Regions from separate parts of the Mus musculus genome. Here regions 1 and 3 are each linked to region 2. Evidence: chromatin contacts called from public HiChIP or PLAC-seq and promoter capture Hi-C data. All regions are on one chromosome and are shown on one strand. The core of a region is the stretch at or near the end of the contact, and the rest is flanking DNA. Distances in the headings are between cores, read along the strand shown. Region 1 overlaps Dnajc7 (DnaJ heat shock protein family (Hsp40) member C7). Region 2 overlaps Stat5b (signal transducer and activator of transcription 5B). Region 3 overlaps Ttc25 (tetratricopeptide repeat domain 25).

What was found. HiChIP or PLAC-seq counts read pairs in DNA pulled down with a chosen protein or histone mark. Capture Hi-C pulls out chosen DNA fragments and counts their contacts.
Region 1: a promoter capture Hi-C map of liver shows a contact between it and region 2. The contact joins two enhancer-like sites. A contact is called at or near these places in 2 of 484 Hi-C or Micro-C datasets (liver and olfactory sensory neurons), 3 of 115 datasets of contacts at active chromatin or transcription factors (bone marrow-derived macrophages and embryonic stem cells) and 3 of 9 other capture datasets (adipose tissue, liver and pancreatic islet).
Region 3: a contact with region 2 is called in an H3K27ac HiChIP or PLAC-seq map of embryonic stem cells, with 5 read pairs. The contact joins two enhancer-like sites. A contact is called at or near these places in 5 of 39 promoter capture datasets (hematopoietic stem and progenitor cells, hippocampal neurons, liver and 1 more), 2 of 484 Hi-C or Micro-C datasets (CD4 T cells and the G1E-ER4 cell line), 4 of 115 datasets of contacts at active chromatin or transcription factors (bone marrow-derived macrophages, embryonic stem cells and large pre-B cells) and 2 of 9 other capture datasets (adipose tissue and liver).

The regions. Positions count from the first base shown.
Region 1 is chr11:100,590,083-100,594,272 of GRCm38.p6, reverse strand. It overlaps Dnajc7 (DnaJ heat shock protein family (Hsp40) member C7), which reads left to right. Exons shown (of 14, transcript NM_019795.5): 6 at 1,300-1,418; 7 at 2,708-2,861; 8 at 3,222-3,386. It also overlaps a transcript of Cnp not described here. Among named protein-coding and RNA genes, the nearest start is that of Cnp, 17 kb to the right of the region's middle. Within about 2 kb of position 1,447, at least 18 of the 459 cell types and tissues checked have an H3K27ac peak or open chromatin away from gene starts, as enhancers often do. A contact at or near this core is called in liver, where this site is marked.
Region 2 is chr11:100,780,780-100,784,962 of GRCm38.p6, reverse strand. Stat5b (signal transducer and activator of transcription 5B) reads left to right here. Exons shown (of 19, transcript NM_001113563.2): 17 at 659-710; 18 at 1,187-1,291; 19 at 1,741-4,183. The coding sequence ends at 1,867. Among named protein-coding and RNA genes, the nearest start is that of Ghdc, 12 kb to the right of the region's middle. Within about 2 kb of position 2,567, at least 24 of the 459 cell types and tissues checked have an H3K27ac peak or open chromatin away from gene starts, as enhancers often do. A contact at or near this core is called in embryonic stem cells and liver, where this site is marked.
Region 3 is chr11:100,557,349-100,561,808 of GRCm38.p6, reverse strand. The region is part of intron 7 of Ttc25 (tetratricopeptide repeat domain 25); the gene reads right to left. Among named protein-coding and RNA genes, the nearest start is that of Ttc25, 14 kb to the right of the region's middle. Within about 2 kb of position 2,153, at least 4 of the 459 cell types and tissues checked have an H3K27ac peak or open chromatin away from gene starts, as enhancers often do. A contact at or near this core is called in embryonic stem cells, where this site is marked.

The sequences.
Region 1 (4,190 bases), core at 198-2,697, 190 kb after region 2:
GGTAGTGCACTGTTTTCCCTCCTCTGAATAAGGCTTGGAGGTCTTTCTACAGTAGTAAATGGAATATTAGTGCATTCTTTAGAGTTATGGAGTATGTCATTATATTAGTCTACAGCGATGAAAGTTACCTTTCCTTGCTTTTAGAATTCATACTTGGAGTCTGAGAGGTAATGGTGTCCCTTAATTGCAGATTTCTCCTCTGGTCCGTTATTCTTAGGGAGAAGGGGATTGAGGGAGGATATCCCAGGAGTAGCAGCTAAGTAAGAATGAGAGCTCAGAGAACAAAGTTGTGGAGAAAGGGATGAGTTTCTGAGAGCTGTGTGACTGACAGGGAGCACGCTGTAGCTTTCGTAGGTATGAGTGGGAAACTGGCTTGGCATTTACACAGAGCAGCCCAGTGGTAGTAGTCATGTGACATCCATTAGAATCCTTATAGATGGCTAGTTCACTGTGGAATTTCTATACTGAGTGTAACGGACCAACCCAGTAGTAAGATGTGCTTTAATCCCAGCACCCAGGAGGCAGAAGTAGCTAGATTTCTGTGAGTTCAAGGCCAGTCTGAACTATATGGTGATTTTCAGGCCACCTAGAGCTGCACACTAAAACTGTCTTTTTTATTTGTATGAATATTTTGGCCCCACATATGTCTGTGCACTATGTGCATACCTGGAGCCCTTACAGGCCAGAGGAGAGCACTAAATGCCTTTTGTTTGGATCCCTTGGGACTTTGCAGACAATTGTGAGCCACCATGTGGGTTCTGGGAATTGAACCGAAGTCTTCTGGAAGAACATCCAGTGCTCTTAACATCTAAGCCATCTCCAGGCTCACCCCTTCCCTGTTGTCACGGGAAAAGGAGGGGCGCAGCAGTTTCTGTTCTGTGTGCAGCGCTGATTCTTGCTGGTGTTCTTATCGTACTTACCAGCTAAAGCCTGACAGATAATGAAAATAGTAAATAATGGTGTTTGCAAGAAGAATGTGAGCTCTGATCATAGTCACTGTGGGCTCACCATGGAGGCTGCTTTCTGGTTGAGGTTAGTGCTCTAGCGTCCTACTGTATTTAAGATGGAACTTGGTGACCTAGAGCCTTGCTTTGTTCTCTATTCATTAGTCTCTCATCACTAAAAGAAAGGTAGTGATATTACTTACTAACTCGATGGGGTATTGGTGTACTTACTGAATGAACGAACGTGTAGAAGCTTTGATATTGCACCAATAAGCAATGATGTCTTGAGCAAACTCAAGTGAAGACATTTCTGGAGTCCCAGTTGAAGAGCTCACTTGCTTTCCTCTTCCCTTAGGTTGTTTTCTGCATGGACCGTGCCCTAGAATTTGCCCCTGCCTGCCATCGATTCAAAATTCTCAAAGCAGAATGTTTAGCAATGCTTGGTCGATACCCAGAAGCACAGTTTGTGGCCAGGTACGCAATCTGGCCAATTCATGACTGAGACGCAGAGTGGACTTCTGACTGCTGGCTGGCTGCTTGCTACACGGGGGCTGTGGGTGTCGGTTAGGGTTGTTGTTCATGCCTTCCTGGAGCTTAAAGCCAAAGGTTAAAGCAGGTTAAATCCAAGACCCACAAGGTATATAGGATGCAGCTGTGTTGCCGGTGCTCGAGCCTTGTGCGAGAGAGCTTAATGAGTCTGAGTTTGTTTAACCTCTGTTTTCATGTACTCTGTGGGAGTTCATTCTCTCCTTCCATGCTGCAGAAGGTTTTGGGGACTGAATTTAGGTCATCAGGCTTGGCAGCAATCTCACTGGCCTGGGTTTGTTTGAATGCAGTTCTTTCTACTCCAGGAAACTCTTTTTATCTATCCATATTGTAACTCTTGTATCCTTTCTTGGTCCCTGGTCTCTACTGCAACTGCTTAGCTCTGTCCTATGCCGTAGTGCAGAAGCAGCCACAGATAACAGCTGAGTTAGTGTAAACCAGATTTTAGGGACCTGACCCAAGGTTGGGATATAGCTGGATTGGAAGATGCTTGTGTAGCCTGGTTTCATTCCTTAGTACCATGGGGTGGTACAGAGGCAATGGTACAAGTGCTGGCCTGCTGTGTGCCTCATTGGTAGAGTTTGTGCTTAGCTTGTACTGAGCCTTCAATCCAGTCCCTATTACACATCACCTATCACCAAAATATGAGGAGAAAATGGAATACAAAACAGTACCAGAAAGGACTTAGCCCTGAGGGCGGTACTTTATTCACCCCTACTCTAATTCAATAAAGATTGTGAGGCATAGCCAGGAATGGTGGTACACGCTTATAATCCCAGTGCTTGCCAGAGGCAAGCCGATGTCTGTAAATTTTGTAGGCTAGCTTGGTCTACAGAGCAAGTTCCAGGACAGCCAGGGCTATACAGATAACCCTGTGTCAAAAACAAAAACAAAAAAGAAAAGATGATGAGACACAAGGAATGTATTGGGCTGGATTGGTGGGGGAGAGGGGGTATTCTCATCAGTAAGTTCTTGCCTGTCAGGTCCCAGGCCCTGGGTTTAATCCTCAACACTGCTAGGTACGGGGAGAATGAAAAAAGAAAAACATAGTAAAGATATATAGGTAGTTTATTTTAACAAGGCTTGTTCTTGAGAATCTAGTCACCTGTGGATGAACTTTGAGTACTAGAGCCGTGATCAAGAAACAGTTTGACTCCAGATGGTGGGAATGGCCAAGACATTGTACACCACAGCTGAACGTGTCCTCTTTATTTCAGTGACATTTTACGAATGGATTCCACCAATGCTGATGCTCTGTATGTCCGGGGTCTTTGCCTTTATTACGAAGATTGTATTGAGAAGGCAGTGCAGTTTTTTGTACAGGCTCTCAGGATGGCTCCTGACCACGAGAAGGCTTGTGTCGCTTGTAGAGTAAGTTCTAAGCCTGGTGTTCTGCACGTGGTGGTAGAGCTTCCTTTCATGTCTCATGGTACGAGTGAGGCTAGGGCTGCAGCTCAGTGGTGAGGTGAGGTGAGGTGTCACGCTGTCATTCCTGTGGCCCTGGATTCCGTCCCTCCTAGCAAAGTCGGGAGAAAAGAAAATAAAGAGTAGAGGAAGACTCACAGGAATGTGACAGCTCCACTTGTCAGTGTGTTAAACCTTCCCTGTGGGGGCCGGGCATGCAGGGGCCTGTGTCCCGCCAGACAGCTGGGATTGAAGAGAGAACGGTGAGAAAGAAAGACTGAGCTGAGGTTTTTTGCACTGAACTGACCGTCCCTTGCTTCTCTCCAGAATGCCAAAGCCCTTAAAGCCAAGAAGGAAGATGGGAATAAAGCCTTTAAGGAAGGAAATTACAAGCTAGCATATGAACTGTACACAGAAGCCTTGGGGATAGATCCCAACAACATAAAAACAAATGCTAAACTCTACTGTAATCGGGGTACGGTTAATTCCAAGGTAAGTACTTGATCTGGGGTGTCAGAGGTCTTCAGAGATGTGCTTAGCAAGAGCAAGCCAGATAAAAGAATGGTGTCCCTCATCCTGTAAGGAACTGCCTTCTGAGAAACGAACTTGCCTTTTTGTGTGTAGTGTTGAGAACTTGAGAGGCAGCTTGGCTGACCGTTCCCTCCTGTTTTCCCCAGTTGTCTCTTGTGAGAGCAACTAGCAAGTTTGTGCCATTTTAACAAGTGTTGTCACTTCTCATTTGAGCAAGAACTTGTTTATTATTCAGGACAAAGACAGAGAAGGTTGACAGCATTAATTAGGCTTTTATAAATTGCTGAATACGTGTAACTGAGAATGAAGCTGGGCAGTGGTGGCGCACACCTTTAATCCCAGCACTTGGGAGGCAGAGGCAGGTGGATTTCTGAGTTCAAGGCCAGCCTGGTCTACAGAGTGAGTTCCAGGACAGCCAGGGCTACACAGAGAAACCCTGTCTCGAAAATCAAAAAAAAAAAAAAAAAAAAACGTGTAGCTGAGAATGACCATAGTTGTCCCGCGTGGCCGTGTGCCCCATAAGAGAGAAAGGTTCTGTAGAATCCTAGTAGTTAAAAATTGCAGTCTTTCTGGTCTTTGTAGTTGGTTCATGGAAGAGTGGACTTCCATGAACAACAAACAAAACTTCTGTTTGTTGTTTTGGTTAAACAGGCGACACAAAGAGGCACTTTAATCAGTGTGTGTGGCTTTTATCACATAGTAAAGAAACCAGTTTGAAATTTGGTGTCCTTAGCCCTCTGATTTTCCCAGGGAACAAGAATATAG
Region 2 (4,183 bases), core at 1,318-3,817:
TCCAACTGTGAAGTTTTCAAAGCTTTTATTTTTCAATTATGCCTGCAAGCACAGTCATAGTCTCAGTTTGGGAGGCTGAGGCAGCAAGATCCAAAATGCAACACCTGCCTGGGGTAGAGAGTGAGTTCAAAGCCAGCATGTGCAACTTAGCAAGACACTGTCTGAAAAGAGGTGGGGGGATCTTAGGGGTAGAGCTTTTGCCTAGTATATACGATGCCCTAGTATATACGATGCCCTAGGTTCTTCAGTCCCCAATACCAGACAAAAAGTCAGACATAGTCATAAATTCATAAGGTAGAGACAGGCAGATCTCTGTGAACATGAAGGCAGCCTATCCTACATAGTGAGATCCTGCTTCAAAAGAAAAAATTTTTTTTCACAAATATGCACCACTAGAAGTTAACTACACGCGCATGGAAGTGTCTGCCTTCTCTGTGGGGACTTTCTAAACCGTGCCAGCTGACCTGGAAGGTGGCCCAATTTGTACTTTCAGTGCCTCACATCGGCAGCAAGCCTCCCAGAAGACAGAAATGTTACCTGCTGTGTCGGTCATGTTCTGAGTTGAGATTAAGAGGCTGTGTCCTAACCCTAGAAAAGATAAGTTCTTGAGGGAGGTGTCTCTGAGGTCCCTGGTTTTCACTGTTCTTCTCCCCGGCAGCGAAAGCAGCTGACGGATACGTGAAGCCACAGATCAAGCAGGTGGTCCCCGAGTAAGTGTCCAGGGCCCAGGGCCCGCTCTCTTCTGGTGCTCTTGTGTTCTCTCTGTCTCTCTCTGTGACTCTCTCTGTGTGTCTGTCTCTCTGTCTGTCTCTGTCTGTCTCTCTGTCTGTCTCTGTCTCTCTCTCTCTGTCTCTCTCTCTCTGTCTCTCTCTCTGTCTCTCTGTCTCTCTCTCTCTGTCTCTCTCTGTCTCTCTCTCTGTCTCTCTGTCTCTCTCTCTCTGTCTCTCTCTCTCTGTCTCTCTCTCTCTCTCTCTCTCTCTCGTTTGTGTTCTTCCCCCAGCACCTGAGTCCAGTCCCTAAGACCCCAGGAAACCTGGCTTAGCCTTTGAGATATAACTGAGTTCCAGTCATGCTGTGGACAGGCCCCTGGGGTCCAACTTCCTATGTCCTGAAAAAGACATGAAGATGCCCCCTAACCCCTCCTCCAGTCCATGTGGCTGAGGTTGTGTTCTGCTTCCTTCTACAGGTTTGCAAATGCATCCACAGATGCTGGGAGTGGCGCCACCTACATGGATCAGGCTCCTTCCCCAGTCGTGTGCCCTCAGGCTCACTACAACATGTACCCACCCAAGTAGGTCATGCTCTTGGGGGCATAAATGGGAGCAACTGGGGCCTTGGCGTCAGGCTGGGCTTCCTAAGGCCTGGAGTCAGGGCAAAGGAACCTGAAGGTTATCTGGAACTAACCTCACCCAGCCTAAGTCCAGGCACTGGCCTTCCACAGGGGGAGATTGCACCAGATATTTAAAGCATCAGTGGCCATGAGCAAATTGGCATCTGTTTGTCTTCTCTGAAAAATGGATATTTGCCACACTTTGTGTGTAAGGGCTGGGTGGAGTTTGGGAGTGGGCATCCAGAATAGACAGGACGGTCTGATGACCTAGCCAGCAAAGGCCTCTCTGATTTCTATCAGGAGATCTTTCTAGTGAGAGCCCAGCTCACTCAACTGATGGGTTGTGGGGTTTCAGATGACCTCTGATAACCTTTGCCCCTCCCCCTCATCATTTGTCCTTTCCTCTGAAGCCCGGACTCCGTCCTTGATACCGATGGGGACTTCGATCTGGAAGACACGATGGACGTGGCGCGGCGCGTGGAAGAGCTCTTAGGCCGGCCCATGGACAGTCAGTGGATCCCTCACGCACAGTCATGACCAGACCTCACCACCTGCAGCTTCATCGCCCTCGTGGAGGAACTTCCTGTGGATGTTTTAATTCCATGAATCGCTTCTCTTTGGAAACAATACTCGTAATGTGAAGTGTTAATACTAGTTGTGACTTTAGTGTCTCTGTGCATAGTGGCACTAGTGAAGGGAGTGCGCGTGAGTGTGAGTGCATTTGCACGTCGTGTTTTTTTCCCCGCCCCTGCTGTCCAGTCTAAGCCGCCACGCCAGGGCAGCGGCTGCGCTTTTTTTTACCATGTGCAAAAAGGCAGTTGGTTCCCTGAACCCTGGAACCTGGCCATGTGTCTTCAGGGTGGCTGACCCTTGACACGTGACTATCCAAGTAAGAAAAGGACAGAGGAAAAAGCACCCTCTCTCTGGGGAGCCTCGGTTCCTCTGCCAGGTAGTCCATAGTCCAAGCAAGCATTGTCATTGTCTCCGCCTGTCTTCTGAGATGTAGATGACTGTCTGATGATGAAAGCCAGTACCTCCCGTGTCCCCTGTCCCCTTTGCATAAGGGACGGAAAGGGGAGCTGAATCAAGGGTGATGGGGCAAGGGTGGTCACAGGTTTTTGGATGGGGAGTGGCTGTTTCCCGTTTCTGCCACTTCCGCCATCTTAACACTGGCTCCTTCCCTCTCTGCTTGCTCAGTCTCTATTTCTAGAACTGCCACTCAGCTTAAGTGCAAGTGTGTGTACTCAAGTGGAGATGTTTAACAAAATAGTGGAGAGGAAGCCAGGCCACCCAGCTCTGAGCGTACAGGTTCAGGTGATGCCCTGTGTTCCTTCTGTCAGGGCGGTGCGTTGTGCCCAAGTCCTGGCTCCAGACACTGGGCGTAGCCTGTCTGCGCCAGCCTCCCCAACTCTTGTCTGTGCTGTGGCCAGGCCGCGCCTGCGCTATCCAAGGCTTTTCTCCAAGCGTGTTGATAATGGCTTCCTGCAAACGTCCGGTGGTGTTTTTTGTTTCTAAATCAGGTCTTTTTTTATGTTTTTCCCATTTGCACCCTAATTTGACATCAAATTTCCCCCCTCCTGTATCAGGTCCTGGGTCCTCTGTACCCAGATCACTTCATCTCCCTTCAGTGTCACATAGTGCCCTGAGGATTAGGTGGTAGGAATGGGACCTGCACACGGGGCCAGCCTGCCAAGCAGGCAGCCAGCACTGTACAGTGCTGGGTGCCGGGTGGCCGTTGGGGATTGGGGAAATGCAGTCAGTCAGCGGGTTTCCTAGGAAGCTTGGAAAACTAAAAGCAAAGTGAAAGCCTCAGGGTGATTTGTTCCACAGTCTCCTCTGTAGTGTCTCCAGAAGGAAGGAAGGGGCTGCAGTGGGCCGTCAGGGAGAGGGGCAAGCAGAGAGCGGTTACCACTCAGGCTTGCTGAGAGCCCTCCTTGGCTTCCTCTCCCAAACAAGGGCAGAACCGTGCCCAGGAGAGGAGCCCCCAAAACCTTATTTTTATACATGCAAGTAAATAAACATATTTTTTTTACAAAAATAACTTCTGAATTTATCAGTGTTTTACTGTTAAAAGAAAATACTCCTGTGTAGTAAATTATTTATTGGGAGATGAGTTTTTAAAAGCTGCTGTTTGCCTTGCCTTGGTTTTGTACACTGATTTTTCTATGCCTGGCGGTAGCCTCTCTGCCTCAGGTGCTGGCCGGATGGAGGAGGTGTGAGGCCCCTCCCTGGCCCCTCAGAAGAAAGCTGGAACTGCCAGGGGAGTCCAGGCTTAAGGGACTCGTCCCCACCTGTCATGCGACTGTCCCAGTAACCCTCACGAGGGTGTGGACTCGACAAATATCTAGATATATGGTGGACATGGCCCCAAGTCATGGGGAGAGTAGAGCAGCCTGGGCCCCCCCACCCCCAAGGTTCTAAGCTGACTTTCAAGTTAGGTTGGAGAAAAGGGTGCCAAAGAAGCGAGACTTCCACATAGTTTTTAAGCTACCCTGGATTTACTGAGGGTGTACCTGGACATGGGAGAGGTTTTTAACTGGAAAGTGTGTCCCCTATCTGCATGCTGGTCTCTCTCTCTCTCTGCCCAACTCTTGCACCCAAAAATGAGGTGAGGGCAGGTCTCCACCCACCTCTTGCCTGCTCACAGACCCACTCGTGAGTCGGGAAAGCCTCAGCTTTGGGGTGTGGGGCTTTGTAGAAGTGGAAGGAGATTTGAAGTGGCTATCTCCTACAACGGAAAATATCCTTTTATAATTTTTCTTTTTAACGTTTTATTTCAGATACATATTTTAGTGTCGAGGCAGATTAGTATATAGCCACCAAAAAAGTATTGTGTATAAATTGAGGCAGCCA
Region 3 (4,460 bases), core at 904-3,403, 220 kb after region 2:
AGCAGAAAAAACAGCCATTAAGTAGAAATCAGATATTATGGTGAAAAAGGCAGACACTAGGGCCCAGGCTCCAGGAATTCAGAGTTCCAAGAGGAAGATGTCCAGGCTGACAAGGCTGTGTCACACAGACCCATTTGTGCCCTTAGCCTGAGATGGACATCATCAGCATCCTTCCAGGATTGACAGCTTACAAAGATGTTCCCTTTGGTCCAACAATTTTCTTTCTAGACTTTACCTTAAGATAACATAACAAGAACATGAATTAAAATGATTCTTATTTTAGAAACAACCTATTAGGGGTGACATAACAATGGTAATTAGTTGATGTGAAAAGAAGTTTATGATGTATAAAATGAAAAAGTCAGGGGCTGGGGGTACAGTTCAGTCGTTCAGTGCTTGCTTAGCATACTCAAGACCCTGAGCTTTCCCCAGCAACAAATATGGAAAATTTATCTATGTGGGCCTATGTTGCTGGCTTTGAAGATACAGAAGATGGCATAGGAGCCATCGAATGAACATATGTTCATGCTTGCGTGCACATTCATGCTTGCGCGCGCGCACGCGCGCGCGCGCACACACACACACACAGAGGCGAGGGAAGGGTCCCCGGTTTAGGAACGTACACCATCTCAAAGGAATAGGCAGAGTGCTAGAGGCAAATGCCCAACATCTTCTGGCCTCCATTGCCTTCCATCTGCTCACACTCACAGCTACATACACAATCACATAGACACACATACATACACAAGTAATTTTTTAAAAACTCCCTCTCGCTGTCAAAGGGAACAATTAAAACTTAGCTCAAAGATTATAATTAGCTTTATTTTTGCTTCTAGAATTTGGCAAGGCTTCATTCCGCAAAATAAAATGATTATTTCAGTGACTGAACAGAGTAGATATATAACTAGAAAGGGGGTCAAGAAAACACAGACAAGTAAGTAACAAACAAAAAGGATGGAGGAGGATAGAGGGAGATACAGGAGGATGGAGGAAGATATAGGAAGATGGAGGAGGATGGGAGGATGCAGGAAGATGGAGGAGGATGGAGGAAAATGGAGGAGGATGGAGGAGGAAGGAGGAAGTTGGAAGAGGGTGGTCTTTTCCAAATTACTTTCTATTTAAGGCCAAGACACAGAGACAGAAAAATAAGATTGGCTAGCAGGCTGGTGAGATGGCTCAGAGGCTAAGAGCACTGACTGCTCTTCCGAAGGTCATGAGTTCAAATCCCAGCAACCACATGGTGGCTTACAACTACCCATAATGAGATCTGATGCCCTCTTCTGGTGTGTCTGAAGACAGCTACAGTGTGTACGTATGTATAATAATAAATAAAAAAAAAATAAATAAGATTGGCTAGCATCAGGTTACTTCCTGGTACCTTTTCCCTGTAAGGATTACGGTAGAGAGAGAGACTTCATTATCTTGCCAATTGGAACTGGCCCATTTATCAAACTTGGTGGTTATCTCTGTAATACTCTTTTCTCCAGTGAACTGAACAGCATACTTTCAGCTTAGAAATGGGAAATTTAGCATTAGTGACTCCATTTTGATTTTTAACAGCCCTCAGCTACAGATCTGCTCCTATAGCACCTCGCTCTTTCCCATCTCAGGCTGGCTTCTCCACATCTTCCTTTCAGCACCTTTCTGTGAAGCCAGAGCCTGGCACGGTAGCACAGGACAGAAGTTCCAATCCACCCAGTAGGGCTGCAACAGAAGAATCACTTGAGCCAGGAGCTTGAGGCCAGCCTGGGCCACACAGTAAGACTGTCACTTTAAAACAAGAACAGCTTGTCCTAGTGGCTCACACGGGTTAATTCTAGCACTCATGAGGTTGAGGTAGGAGGATCAGGAGTTCAAGGCTAGCTTTGGCTACATTATGAATTTGAGGATAGCCTGAGCTATATGAGACCCTGTCTCAAAAAACAAAACCAAGCCAAACAAAACGGAAGAATATGACCCTTTGGTTGTTTGTTTGCACTGGAGATTAGACCTCACTCTAGCCTGTGACTTCAGATCACAGTACTTCAAAGCAGCCCGCCTAACAAGGACGGCTAGAAGGTCATTCCTCAGAATTTGACCTGTAACCTCAGCAACAACCAAGTCTAAGTGTGAGAGTCTAAGTGTGTGGTAGCTGCTTGTTCTCTGCACCCTTGACCTTGCTGGCCTTCCTGGATAAAGGCACAGCCCCTTGCTCACTCACGTCCCGCCGAGTTGTTGATGGCTTCCTGGGCTTTCTGAATTCCTACTTTGAATTCCTGATCAGGTCTCAGTTTGTAGCCTTGATGGTAGAACACCAGGGCAAACTCAAAGTCTCCCGTGGTGTACAGTGTCTCAGCTTTCTGTAAGATTCCCCTGGCACAGGAGACTATCAGGTCTCTTTTATTCATTTAAAAACCTTGAAATGAGTTCTTGTTTTGAAAATCCTCTGTATGTGTCTAAGTACGTGAGTATGTCATAAACAGGAGCATACTCCAGTGAGGTCCCAGGGAGATGGGAAGGAGGTGGGGTGAGAGACTTCCACACAGTTTTAAATCAAACCCAGCATGGCAGAACTTTCTATAAAGCCAAACTCCCTTATAGGGCGTCAGCTGCCCATAGCCCTGGTCCCTAGACCAGCATAAAATCTCCAGACCCTCCAGGTGCCCATGTCTCTCTGCCAAGGAGGATCCTTGCTCTCCTCATGCCCAGTCCAAGCCTCCTGTCCAGCATCCCCTCTCTGGCAGTGTCCCTGCCTGTGTCTCTGTGGGTCCTCAGCCTTGGTTTTCAATAGCTGCCCTCATGGGCTGCCTCAGATAGGTTTTCCCTTGCAGAGAGGGCTCCCCTGGGGTTAGGGCGGATGGCCCAGTGGTAGAGCCTGCCTAGCGTACTGGAGTCCCTGGGTTGGATTCCTGACACTATTAAAAAGTTAAAAAGCGAGAGTGAGTAATCTCCTGTGGTGTGACAGGTAAATCCTGTGGCTTCTTAATTTATTCATAATATTAATAAGGGAGGTGCCAAGAGTGGTGGTATACACCCTTATGCCTTTAATCCTCCAACTCCAGAGGCAGATGCAGATGGATTTTGGTGAGTTTGAAGCCAGATTGGTCTATACAGTGAGTTCCAGGCAAGCCAGCGCTACTTAGTGAGATCTTGTTTAAAAACAAAAGACAGAAAATGAAGGCTGAATATGTGGATCAGTGTTAGAGCACTTGCCGAGCATGCCTGAGGCCTAGGTTCCAGCTCTACCATCAGAAACGTTCATAATGCAAGGACTGTGGAGACACACAAGGCCCTGGGTTTGGTCCCCCAACCACTGCACAAACCTGGCATGAAGGTGCACATCTACAATTCCAACAGCCAGGAAGTTAAGGAGTTTTCGATCGCCTGGGTGCACACCTGGCATGTGGTGCACACCTATTAGGGAGGTAGAGCCAGAAGGCCAAGGAGTTCACAATCACCCTCAGCTACACAGCGAATTCGAGCCAACCTGGGCTACTTGAAATCCTATCTTGAGGAAAACAACAGCAAACTACCAGTGACAGGAAGGCACATAAATCAAATCTCCATCCACCCAAAAAATGGATGAGCACTGGAATGCGTACCTAGAAACCTCCTGAACAAGTCACTGGCTAGTCTCTAAGTGGCTGACAAAAATGAGGGAGGGAGCCGAGCGGTGGTGACGCATGCCTTTAATCCCAGCACTCAGGAGGCAGAGGCAGGCAGATTTCTGAGTTCAAGGCCAGCCTGGTCTACAAAAGTGAGTTCCAGGACAGCCAGGGCCAGGGCTATACAGAGAAACCCTGTCTCAGAAAGAATGAGGGAGGGGTGCGTAGAATTCACTTAGACTGGAGTTTCCAGGTAAGGCCCTGTTTGCGGATGCTGAAAAGGTAGGAAGTAGGCAGGCCAAGTGGCCTGAGCTTGTGATCCTAACTCCTGGGAGAGAGAGGTAGGAGAGTCAGGAGTTAGAAGCCATCCTGGGGCTCCATAGTGAAATTGTCTCAAAACACAAAAATAAAAAAGGAAGTAAGGCTGTCTAAATACTGTACCAGATACAACACTCTTTTTTTTTTTTTTTTTAATGTGGCAAGAACTGGTAACAAGAGAGTGACTCTCTTCCCAAAGCCCAGTGTCTAAGAGGACCAATAGGATACCAGTGGCCGGGGAGGAACAGGGTGGGATTTCTGGACCTTTTCCTCCATTCCTACTGCCACTCCGGGTCAAAGGCTTTCCTAGAGTGAGACCCTGAGTCCAGGGTCTGATGAATGAGTGGGAGTGGCTTGACAGAGCAAGCTCTGAGGAAAGGGACACCTTGCTGAAGGAGCCAAAAGCATCGAGAAGCTGGGACCCTTTCGATGGCTTCAGGCTGGAATGACCTGCACAGAGCTCTTTACTGTCTGAGGTCCGAAGGAAGCCCAAAGAAAGCCGTGTTGGCTGAGAGCAGCCTGCAACCACTGGGTTTTCACCGGGTTTTCCTTTTGTGG